Regions from separate parts of the Mus musculus genome. Here regions 2 and 3 are each linked to region 1. A link is a contact called in public Hi-C and HiChIP or PLAC-seq data. All regions are on one chromosome and are shown on one strand. Each heading gives the region's core, a stretch centred on a gene start, on an enhancer-like site or on the middle of the called end of the contact. The rest is flanking DNA. Distances are from core to core; before and after follow the strand shown.

What was found. A called contact is a pair of places that touch in the nucleus more often than the background predicts. HiChIP or PLAC-seq counts read pairs in DNA pulled down with a chosen protein or histone mark.
Region 2: an H3K4me3 HiChIP or PLAC-seq map of the SCID.adh cell line shows a contact between it and region 1, with 11 read pairs. The contact joins the enhancer-like site here to the promoter of Arhgap20 in region 1. A contact is called at or near these places in 2 of 39 promoter capture datasets (the 3T3-L1 cell line and hippocampal neurons), 4 of 115 datasets of contacts at active chromatin or transcription factors (the SCID.adh cell line, embryonic forebrain, embryonic stem cells and 1 more) and 3 of 9 other capture datasets (adipose tissue, liver and pancreatic islet).
Region 3: a contact with region 1 is called in a Hi-C map of tail fibroblasts, with 2.8 times the contacts expected there. The contact joins the enhancer-like site here to the promoter of Arhgap20 in region 1. A contact is called at or near these places in 3 of 39 promoter capture datasets (the 3T3-L1 cell line and 3T3-L1-derived adipocytes), 6 of 484 Hi-C or Micro-C datasets (adipose-derived mesenchymal stem cells, cerebellar granule neurons, tail fibroblasts and 1 more) and 1 of 115 datasets of contacts at active chromatin or transcription factors (the SCID.adh cell line).

Annotation. Positions count from the first base shown.
Region 1 is chr9:51,763,763-51,766,837 of GRCm38.p6, forward strand. It overlaps Arhgap20 (Rho GTPase activating protein 20), which reads left to right and starts at 1,589. Exons shown (of 15, transcript NM_175535.4): 1 at 1,589-1,849. The coding sequence starts at 1,745. It overlaps Gm40520 (a long non-coding RNA gene), which reads right to left and starts at 1,666. Exons shown (of 3, transcript XR_870739.3): 1 at 839-1,666.
Region 2 is chr9:51,556,402-51,559,476 of GRCm38.p6, forward strand. No RefSeq gene overlaps it. Among named protein-coding and RNA genes, the nearest start is that of Arhgap20, 210 kb to the right of the region's middle. Within about 2 kb of position 1,635, at least 3 of the 459 cell types and tissues checked have an H3K27ac peak or open chromatin away from gene starts, as enhancers often do. A contact at or near this core is called in the SCID.adh cell line, where this site is marked.
Region 3 is chr9:51,581,550-51,584,624 of GRCm38.p6, forward strand. No RefSeq gene overlaps it. Among named protein-coding and RNA genes, the nearest start is that of Arhgap20, 180 kb to the right of the region's middle. Within about 2 kb of position 1,677, at least 2 of the 459 cell types and tissues checked have an H3K27ac peak or open chromatin away from gene starts, as enhancers often do. A contact at or near this core is called in tail fibroblasts, where this site is marked.

The DNA of each region.
Region 1 (3,075 bases), core at 339-2,838:
GCCTTAGTATCTATCAGGTGGCAACAAAGAACAAGAATGTCTGGATGGCTGTGACTCTTTGGGCTAAGTGAACTATTTGGAGATAAAAGAATTGAAACAAACAAACAAACAAACAAACAAACAAAAATGAGGCAGATTAAGAAAAGCCAGGGTGTCCATTCACCAAAGAATTAAGAGATTAAGGCACCTGGGGGTGGTTCCAAGTGAATGAACAGAACTGCAAAGCCCTCTTTAAGCACAACCTATAAATTAGTGGGTGAAAGCCCTTCTCTGCACGAGGACCACAGCTGTAGCACCCCTGATTCACAGATGTATATACATATATATGAGATTTATTAAGCTTCCTTTTAACAATGTAGTGTGATGTGACTAAAATTAGCCTTATATTTCCACAACAAACAATCTTAGGTTTGGATGATTGTGTAGGTGTGTCTTTGTGGGTGTGTGTTGGACAGCATCCCCTAGCTTGGAACACTGCCCACCTGAGTTCTGTTCCTTATAACCTGCCCCAATAGCCGCCCAAACTGCAAGAAACCTCTTTTTCTTTTTTTCTTTTCTTTCCTTTCCTTTTCTCCCCCTTTCTTTTCTTTTCTTTTCTTTTTTCCTTGTCACAAAAATAAGCAGAATCCGTAACCATCTCGCAATCACGGAGTGATATCCTTAGTGATTTTTTTTTCACACTAGTTCTGATTCCAAGGGAAGAATGCCACCTACTGTATCATTTACACCAGCAGCCAGCCCTGCAAAGTGCGAACACTACTTAACCCTGGTCTGTTCCAACTGCCCTTTGATTATTATTTAGTCCAAAAAAGAGGGAGGGGTCACTATTTGGACTTACAGGAAGTTAGGTTCTGAGCTCGCGATATCAGATCAACGCTTCCACATATTGTTGCCTTCTCATAGATACTATGCCAAGTTTCAACCTCCTTTCTGCCTGCATTTTCCTCTTAATTGCGCTTTCTCCTTCAGAATGCAGGGTCCCTGCAGCTTGCTGCCTGCGAAGCTGGTGGTGCAGACATGCAAGGTTGCTTGTCCATGCTTGCTCCCTGTGACTGCAAAGCAACAGCTCTGGGTTACCCTGACAGGCTTAGCTAGCAAGCGTTCGATATTGCCCCCGAAGTCCGGCGATGCCACCAGGGCTTCCAAATTTGTCTAACTCCTTCTTCAGCGGAGCGGGGACCGGGTTGGGGGTGGGGGTGGGGTCCCTTCCGCAGTCCGCGAAAGCGAGGCTAGGCTGGCGGCCCCTGCACCACCTTCGAGCGAGCCGCGCTCGCTGAGGCTCCCGCGCTGCAGCTGCGCGGGAAGGGACGCTGGCGGGAGCGAGCGGACAGGCGCGCGGAGCTGCACCGGAGGCAGTGGTGCGTGGTGCACGGCGCGTGGCGCGCGGCAGCGAAAGCTTCGTACCCGCGGAGGCACCTCGCAAGGTTAGTGGCTTCGGTAGCGCCAAGCGCTGAGAGCTCGCTCCCGGCAGTGTGCACGGGCGGCGCGGGGAGGGCGGAGGAGGCGGGGCGGACGCGGAGAGGCGGGGCGGGCCGGGGCGGGGCTACGTGGACGGGCGGCCGCCCGGAGCGCTTGCTGCAGCCTGAGCAGAGTGCGGCGAGCGCGACGAGCGCGGCGCGGGCGGCGGTCCATGGCCCCGACGGGAGGCGCGCCGCCCGCACCCGCAGCTCGGCGTCCGGCCTGAGCGGACCGCGCCGCGCAGCCACCCGGTCCTCGGCTTGGGCTTAGCTTGCAGATCTTCTTCATGGAAGCGATGTCTCCGCAGCAGGATGCTCTAGGGGCGCAGCCGGGGCGCTCCTCCTCGCTGACAGGCATGTCTCGCATCGCGGGAGGCCCTGGCACCAAGAAGGTGAGGACGCCCGAGCGGGAGGGCCCCTCCATGGGCTCGCGCCTTCCACGGGTGCCTGGTGCTGAGAGGGGTTAACGGTCCCCGCGTGGGGTGGGAGGGTCACCTCCCGGGATCCCCGCTGTCTTCTCTGGTGGAAACGGTCTCGGAGAAGCCCGTTGCCTCTCCATCTCTGACCCGGGGAGTGCCTCCCTGCGAGCCTCCCGAGGTAGTCTTAACCCGACAGCCTGAGGAAGGTAGGCGGCCCCGGAGGGGAGGGATGATGCGCCCACCCAAGGCCTCCAGGGGATGTCGGAGATGGGTGCCGTGGGCTACACTGTGGGATCCGGAGGTTTGACTCGGCCTAGATCTAGGCTGGCTGGCGGTGGGCGGGCAGTTTCCGGAGGTCCCAGCGGGGCATGGGGGGCTTGGCTCAGAACCACCCCCTGAGAAGGGACGTTTGCATTTGCCTGTGGGGGCGGCGCCCTTGTTCCCTGACACCCGAAGGACTGATCCGGGTAACTACTTGTAGCTTTTGCTGGTGATTGACTGGTCCACGGTGCAGCGGGAGGATTTCGATAGAGGTCAGGAGTCTGCAATAGGTCCCGGAGCAAGTGCACGTGGGCCGCGAGCTTCTGAGCTCCTGGGAATTGATTTGGGTGCTGTAGCCATGGGTGCCCCCTTCCCTTCCTCCAGCACTAAACCTTCAGATATTTGGCCATATTTGTTCCTTACAGTGGTGTCGCCTTCTCCAGCTTCTGTGGAAACAAGTTGGGATGAGAGCTCATTCTAGTTCTTCCCTAACAAATAATGTGAAAACGTTGCATTACTATAATTAGAGACTCACAGGGATACACTGGCTCCCTGCATGTCCGGATTTTATGGCTTTTCATTAATCTTCCCACTAGAATGGTGGCTTGGCTGGAGGTGAAAGAAGAGAGGTGATAGCTGTATAGAAATGTATGTGAGCTCCCAAGGACCTTGGGCCTGTCACAGAGCCCTCTATGGGTGTCTGTGAACTTGATGGATGGGCAGTAGTGGCGGCTCAGCCTTTGATGTATGGAGGCTGATGTTTGCCCTTGTGGGTTTTTTCACCCTTCAGAGACAGTGTGTGTGAGTGTGTGTGCGCGCGCGCGCGTGCGTGTGTGTGTGTGTGCGCGCGCGCGCGCGCGCTGTATGTGGTGTGTGTGTGTGTGTGTGTGTGTGTGTGTGTGTGTGTGTGTGTTCCAGTTTTTCCAAATAAAACGTGA
Region 2 (3,075 bases), core at 385-2,884, 210 kb before region 1:
CTATCAACAAAGGTGGTCTTCGTCATAATATCTACTGCCCCCAAAACTCAGGACAAACTCTGAAAGGAATGGGGAAAACCAAAGAGTTATATCTGTAAGTTTACACCCTTTGCTCTTATTCCTACTAACCTGTGAGATGATCTAGGGCAAAAGTTTATGTGTATCATGCCTGTGGCTGGATCCTTAGTTCCAGCCATGATTATCAGCGCTTGATTAAGCAGAAGACATGCCACGGCTTTCATTGTAAAATCAGGAAACACAGGTAATATTCTTTTTCTTTGTAAGTTCCTTTTTTAATAGCACAACTCAAAACTACCTGCACACCCTCCTTGACTATGGAGTGGATACCTGGGTCTGCACAGGCAATGCTTTTCAGTGGAACATACAGAGTACAACAACACAAAAGAATATCCAAAAAAAATTCTCTTACTGGGAGCAAAACACCTCAGAAATTTGAGACACCTATTAGTTTCCTATCACCAGTACATTGAGATCTAGAACTGAGTCTGAGAGGCCAGATCTGACTTACAAGTGAGTGGTATAAAACTTACTATAGACACAGCATTCAGACTGAGCTACATAGCCTAAGCATAGCTTAAAAGTAGCAAGGTATATAAAATTCAAAGAAATCTTATTATGTTAATGATATTCAGAACATAATCTGTCTGTTCCCCTCACAAAACTTGCCCCTCATTCTCCTAAGTGCATACTCTCAGTTTCTCAGACATGTTTACTTCCATGCATAGGAAACCAGGAGCCATTTTGGTGCCTTCCTAAATCCCATGGAGTTTCACCAATTACACGTTTCTGAAATGTGCCTGTCATTATAGACTAAGTGTTTCAGGGGTCCACCCTTTCCTCTAAAACATCTATGAAGGTGTGCCCTGCTTAATAACTGTTCTTTCTCATCTGGGTTACAGCAACACCTTCTTAGTATTCTCTGTCCTACCTTCTCCTGGCTAGTCTCCCAATCAAGGCAAAGAATCTCATGAAATGTCCATTTTCTTTAGTCCCTTAAATAGAGCTCAATCACATAGAGAATCAAACTCAATTAGCCTGGCCTAGAATTCCTTGTGCTGTGCTAACATCACTCCACTCTCCCACATCCTCATCCTTTATGCTTTACCAAATGGACTTTATACACATCCAGCAATAGCAGAAAACACATTCTTCTGAAAACACACAAGGAAAATTCTCTAGGGCTGGTCACAAAACAAGTCATAACAAACTTAAGAGTCTGCAAAAAGCATAGTTTCATGAAAGTAGGTATCAGTAGGAGGAATAAGTTTAGAAAATCATAAATATGTTAAAAATTAAACACAACCCAGGACAAGATATGTCAGAGAGGAAATGAAAACTTAAGAAAAATCATGAGACAAAAAGTGTAAATAAGTTTAAAAAGAACACACCATAACATATGGACTCAGAGGGTATCACAAGCTGTTCTAAGAGGGACGTTTATGGAAATACATGTCTGCATCGGAATGGAGAGTCCTAAATATGTGTATATTAAATCTCAATATTAAATCTCAGAGAGAAATAAGAAAGAAAGAGAAAGCATAAAATTAGAAGGAGGCAGAATATACTGGGTGCCAGATAGAAAGAGATGATGCAAGAGCCAGAAGAGCTGCAGAAGCCTTGCTAGAGGAGCCAGCTCTGAGATAAATGCCTCAGTGCACCTTTAACTGTGCTAAGAAGCTCGTAGAGATCAGAAACTAAAGAAGATGAGTTACAACAAACACCACAGGGATACAAAGGAGATCACAAGAGATGTGTGTGAACATTTGTACACAAACTTGGGTAAGCTGATAGAAATGGATAAATTTCTTGTTACAGCCTGACTCCTGAGAAAACAGGAAAACAGGAAGTCAAAATATACCAGTAATGAATAAAGAGGTTAAATCAGCAATGAAAAATCTCCATCAAGGAATGGCTGCTCATAGCTGAAATCGCAGCATGCCATAGGGTATAGCAGGAGGGTCAGGAGCTCAAGTCACTCTCATGCACTACTGTGTTTGATGTCATCCAGAGCTATATGAAGCCCTTTCCAACAGGATTTTTTTTTTAAAACAAGGATCTCTAATCAAAGACAAAGATAAGCCTAGAAAATGATGATTTTACTGATGAATTCTACCAAACACTCTAAAAGAATTAGTATCAGTCCTTCTCAAGTGCTTCCAAACACTTCAGGACTCTAAGGCCACACGATGTTGGTGGTCCTGCTGCAGCCTGAAGCCATGTTAATGATCCTGGGCTTTGATGCCACCAGGGGCCATTCTGATCTGAGTGGCCTGCTCTGCCACCTAAGTCTATGGTGATGTCCAGGACTGTGCTGTCACAGAGGGCCATGTCTAGGTCCCTGGTCTAGCTGCTGCTGGGTCTATGATGAAGTCAGTGGCCCATGTTATCATTGAATGCCAGGCAGAAATCTATGATTTATTCTGTGGCTGGCTGGCTGTGTGTGGATGTTTTTATACACCCATTGGGTATATAAAAAGGCTCAATATCACTTAGTCATTAGATTGACTGCTATCAAAAAGCTGAAAGATAAGCAATATTGATAAAAACATGGAGAAAGAGGAACTTGTATATGCTGCATTTGTGGGAACATGAATTCATACATGTGTGTGAGAAGCAGTGTAAAGCCCCTTCAAAGAAATGTAAAAGTAGAATTATAACATGATTCAGTGATTCTACTTCTTGGTTTATTTTCAAAATAATTGAAATCAGCATATCAAAAAATTTACCCATGCATTTGTGTTCATTTTAGCAGCCTTCACCGTAGCTGAGATAAGGAAGCAAGCTAAATGTCCATCAACATATAAATGGAATTTGAAAACATTACATAGGTACAACACGGAATACAATTCAGCCTTTCAGAAGAAGGGACTTGCTAATGAGGGATCTTGTTTTGGTATAGATGACTGCTGACTGTTCTCAGTGGTGGCTGGGGAAAGATGGGGTGGCTGTGACCATTACTTAAAATAACAATGAGGTTCATCAACTGACGTCTTTGTATAAGATTACAAAAAGAAAAGGAGGGAATTGTGTTATCTGTGAGAAAATAAATGCCTC
Region 3 (3,075 bases), core at 427-2,926, 180 kb before region 1:
CCAGAGCAGGAAGAGAATATCGTTGACTGAACAGGGCCATGAGAGGGGATTGGGCTAAGTGAAAGAAGCGGGCCAAGAAAGAGTGCATATGGCCAAAATGGCAGAGTTATATAGAAAGAAGAGGCTGGGGAAAGGAAGACATGTTGAGAAGAGCTAAGATGAGTCAGGTTGCCAGCATGGACTCTTTCACAGGTCCTTGCGAAGCTGAGAGAGCCTGGGGGACCAGCATGCACTTCAGTATGCTAAATAGGCACCATAGTTAGCCATGTGTCCCTGGTTTCTTTTGGACCAGATGCAAGCCAACTGTTTTTCTACAGCGCATCTCAGAGTGTTTGGAATGTTTTCCTGTATTATGACTCTCTCAGAAGAGTTACATTGCCCAGCTTCATGCTATACAGATCCTTTCTTTCAAGGGTATTTTGTAGGAAACAAATACTCTAAAGTGCACTGGATAAATGTTGGGCTATCCAAATAGGTTCTGACCATTACCAATATGTACCAGGCAGCATAAAAATATTTTTTAATATGCCAAGTTATGGATAACCCTGCTTTTTCTAGAAGCTCAAGCCTAGCTATAAAGTAATTGGTGGATTAAGGTGATTCTTCTGCAGTGGGCATCTATGGGCAGCACCCCATGAGACTTAGCATCATACTGGCATGTGGCCTCTGCTAATTCCATTTGTACTGGTTTGGGCTCAGTTTCTTCATTTGTCACCAACTTGCCTTCTCAGAGTTTTGAAGTCATAGAACCAGAGACAGAAACACATATTGTGAAGGTTTTAAAAGGCTGCAGTAGATGATCTATGCACTGATTATTCAAAGAGCAGGCAACATGGAAACAGAATTAATCAAACCTGGAAATATAACCCAGAGTGGGGTTTCCATGAAATTGCATTGTGTTTTGTTTCCATTGTTTAAGAATATGACAGATGATTTGTGCCCTTGCACAAACACACACACACACACACACACACACACACACACACACACACACACACACACACACACAGACAGAGTGCTACAGTGAACAGAAAACACCCTGGAATAAATTCAAGTCCTGGAAATAAGAATCATAACAAATCACGAGTTCAGTGCTCCACTCCTCGTCTCTTCTACCCCCACAGTACTCATAAATTATTTCAACCAAGAAAAATATTTCTCCTACGTCTTAAGAGTAGAATTTACTGCCTCTGCTCTACATCAGCTCTGCCTCGATTATCAGCTCACTAAATATTTATGGTGGCTTTTTCAAGGTACGAGTTTTCTGAGTTCAGTCCCTAGGGCACAGTGCCGATGAAGTGTGGGATATTTCAGTTCCATGGCTCCTCTATGCTTCACTGATGCAGGCTCTGAGTCATCTCTGCCATCATAGATTTCATATTTTATGCATAAAGGTCCTTACCCTCTCAAAGATGATAAAGAAAAGTTTGTATCTCCAAACACAGAAGGCATGGCACTTAGCAAAGCATATAATATAGCCCTGCAGCATTAAGGTGAAACCTTAGGTAGTGGGTTTAGAGGTTGGGAGTGAGAAATTGATCTGGCTGAGAATGGATCATACCGGACATATTTCTAGCCTGAAAGTTGAAATAATTTCTGCCCTCTAACGTGTCATAAATTCAGCATTACATTGGTATGTTTAGGAACTGACCATCTTTAAAGAATGTGAGGTCTGTAAAAGCAATGCCAGGGAGTGATCCCGTTGTTAGAGATTAGTAAAACCACTCACTGTGTGGACTACATAGTTGGCTACTAGCTAGACAGCAGCATCCTCTCTGCTGCCTTCTGGAAGAGTGCTATTTGGCTTCTTTACTCAATACTCCAAGTCTCTTCAGGATCATTGGACAGAATGGAGCTAGCCTTTATTTTTATGATTTAAGGGTAAATTTTATGAGGAGAGAATATGGATGCATGCGCGCGCGCGCACATACACACACACACACACACACACACACACACACACACACACACACACACCACCTCTATCTCTAAGCCTATTCTTCTTTATAAGCTGTAACCTATCTGTTCTTTGTAATCCCACAGAAATCTAAAACCTAAAATGTTTGTGGAAACAGCTATGTTTTATTTCATGTGTTACAAAGAAAAGTTATCAGGCAAATGTTTTCATAGCCCACTTGGGATGGGGAGAATGATAGTAGCCTCCTTCACCATCATGAGGCAGTGAGTCTCTCACTAGGAAACAGACATCTCATTTTAATGTCCTCTGGGGGTGGGGCGGAGGGGGGATGCAGTTCTATTTAGGAAGCAGCTCTTCTGGGGACTGTGTAAAAGGATTCCAGAAATAAACACAATTCCTCCATTATTCATTGTGAGCATAGGTACCCATCCAGGACCTAGCCTGGTGAGCATCTGGTGAGGCAAAGATCTGCAGCAAAGTAGATGTGTTTGTTAGTTGAGGATCCAGGGTAGACAGATGCTGGATAGACCTTCTGATAGGTACTCGGCAAGATAAATGTCATTGTTGCTTGGGATGAAAGGTGAGTGTCAACCCAGAAATCAGAAATGTAAAGTGTAATGATGTCGGGTTAAACACTCCCAGCATCATGGTAAATTAGTTTTTGACCTCCCATATAAGGACTAAACTCAGGGACTCATGATAGAGGAGGGGACAAATTGAATGGCTTGCAGAGCACGGAATTACAGCAGAACAAGGAAAGGAACTGACTCAAGGGTCAGACTCAAGGTCACCAGAGTGATGCCTTGGCCACCAAACCATGGCTGTACTTCCAGAATCAAGTCTGACATTTCTTTCTAATCCTTCTATGGGTCTTAAGTGGCTTTATTCAGATGGCTGCAGAGAATGGAAGAAAGTAACAGGGAGAGATCAACAATGCTGGCATTATAAATGGGACTAAATTATATGTCATGGCAAGCAGAGGATGAAGAGCTTGACCGGGATTAGGTAATTTCATAGCAAAGTAGTCACAAAAGGGTCAAGTATTACAGACAAAGTTGACATGCTTAGACTTTGAGGATAGCAACAGCATGGGCAGGAAGGTGCCTTGTTCAAGTCGAACTATCCATTCCTGGATAAGCCTTGCCCTTCGTAGTGGG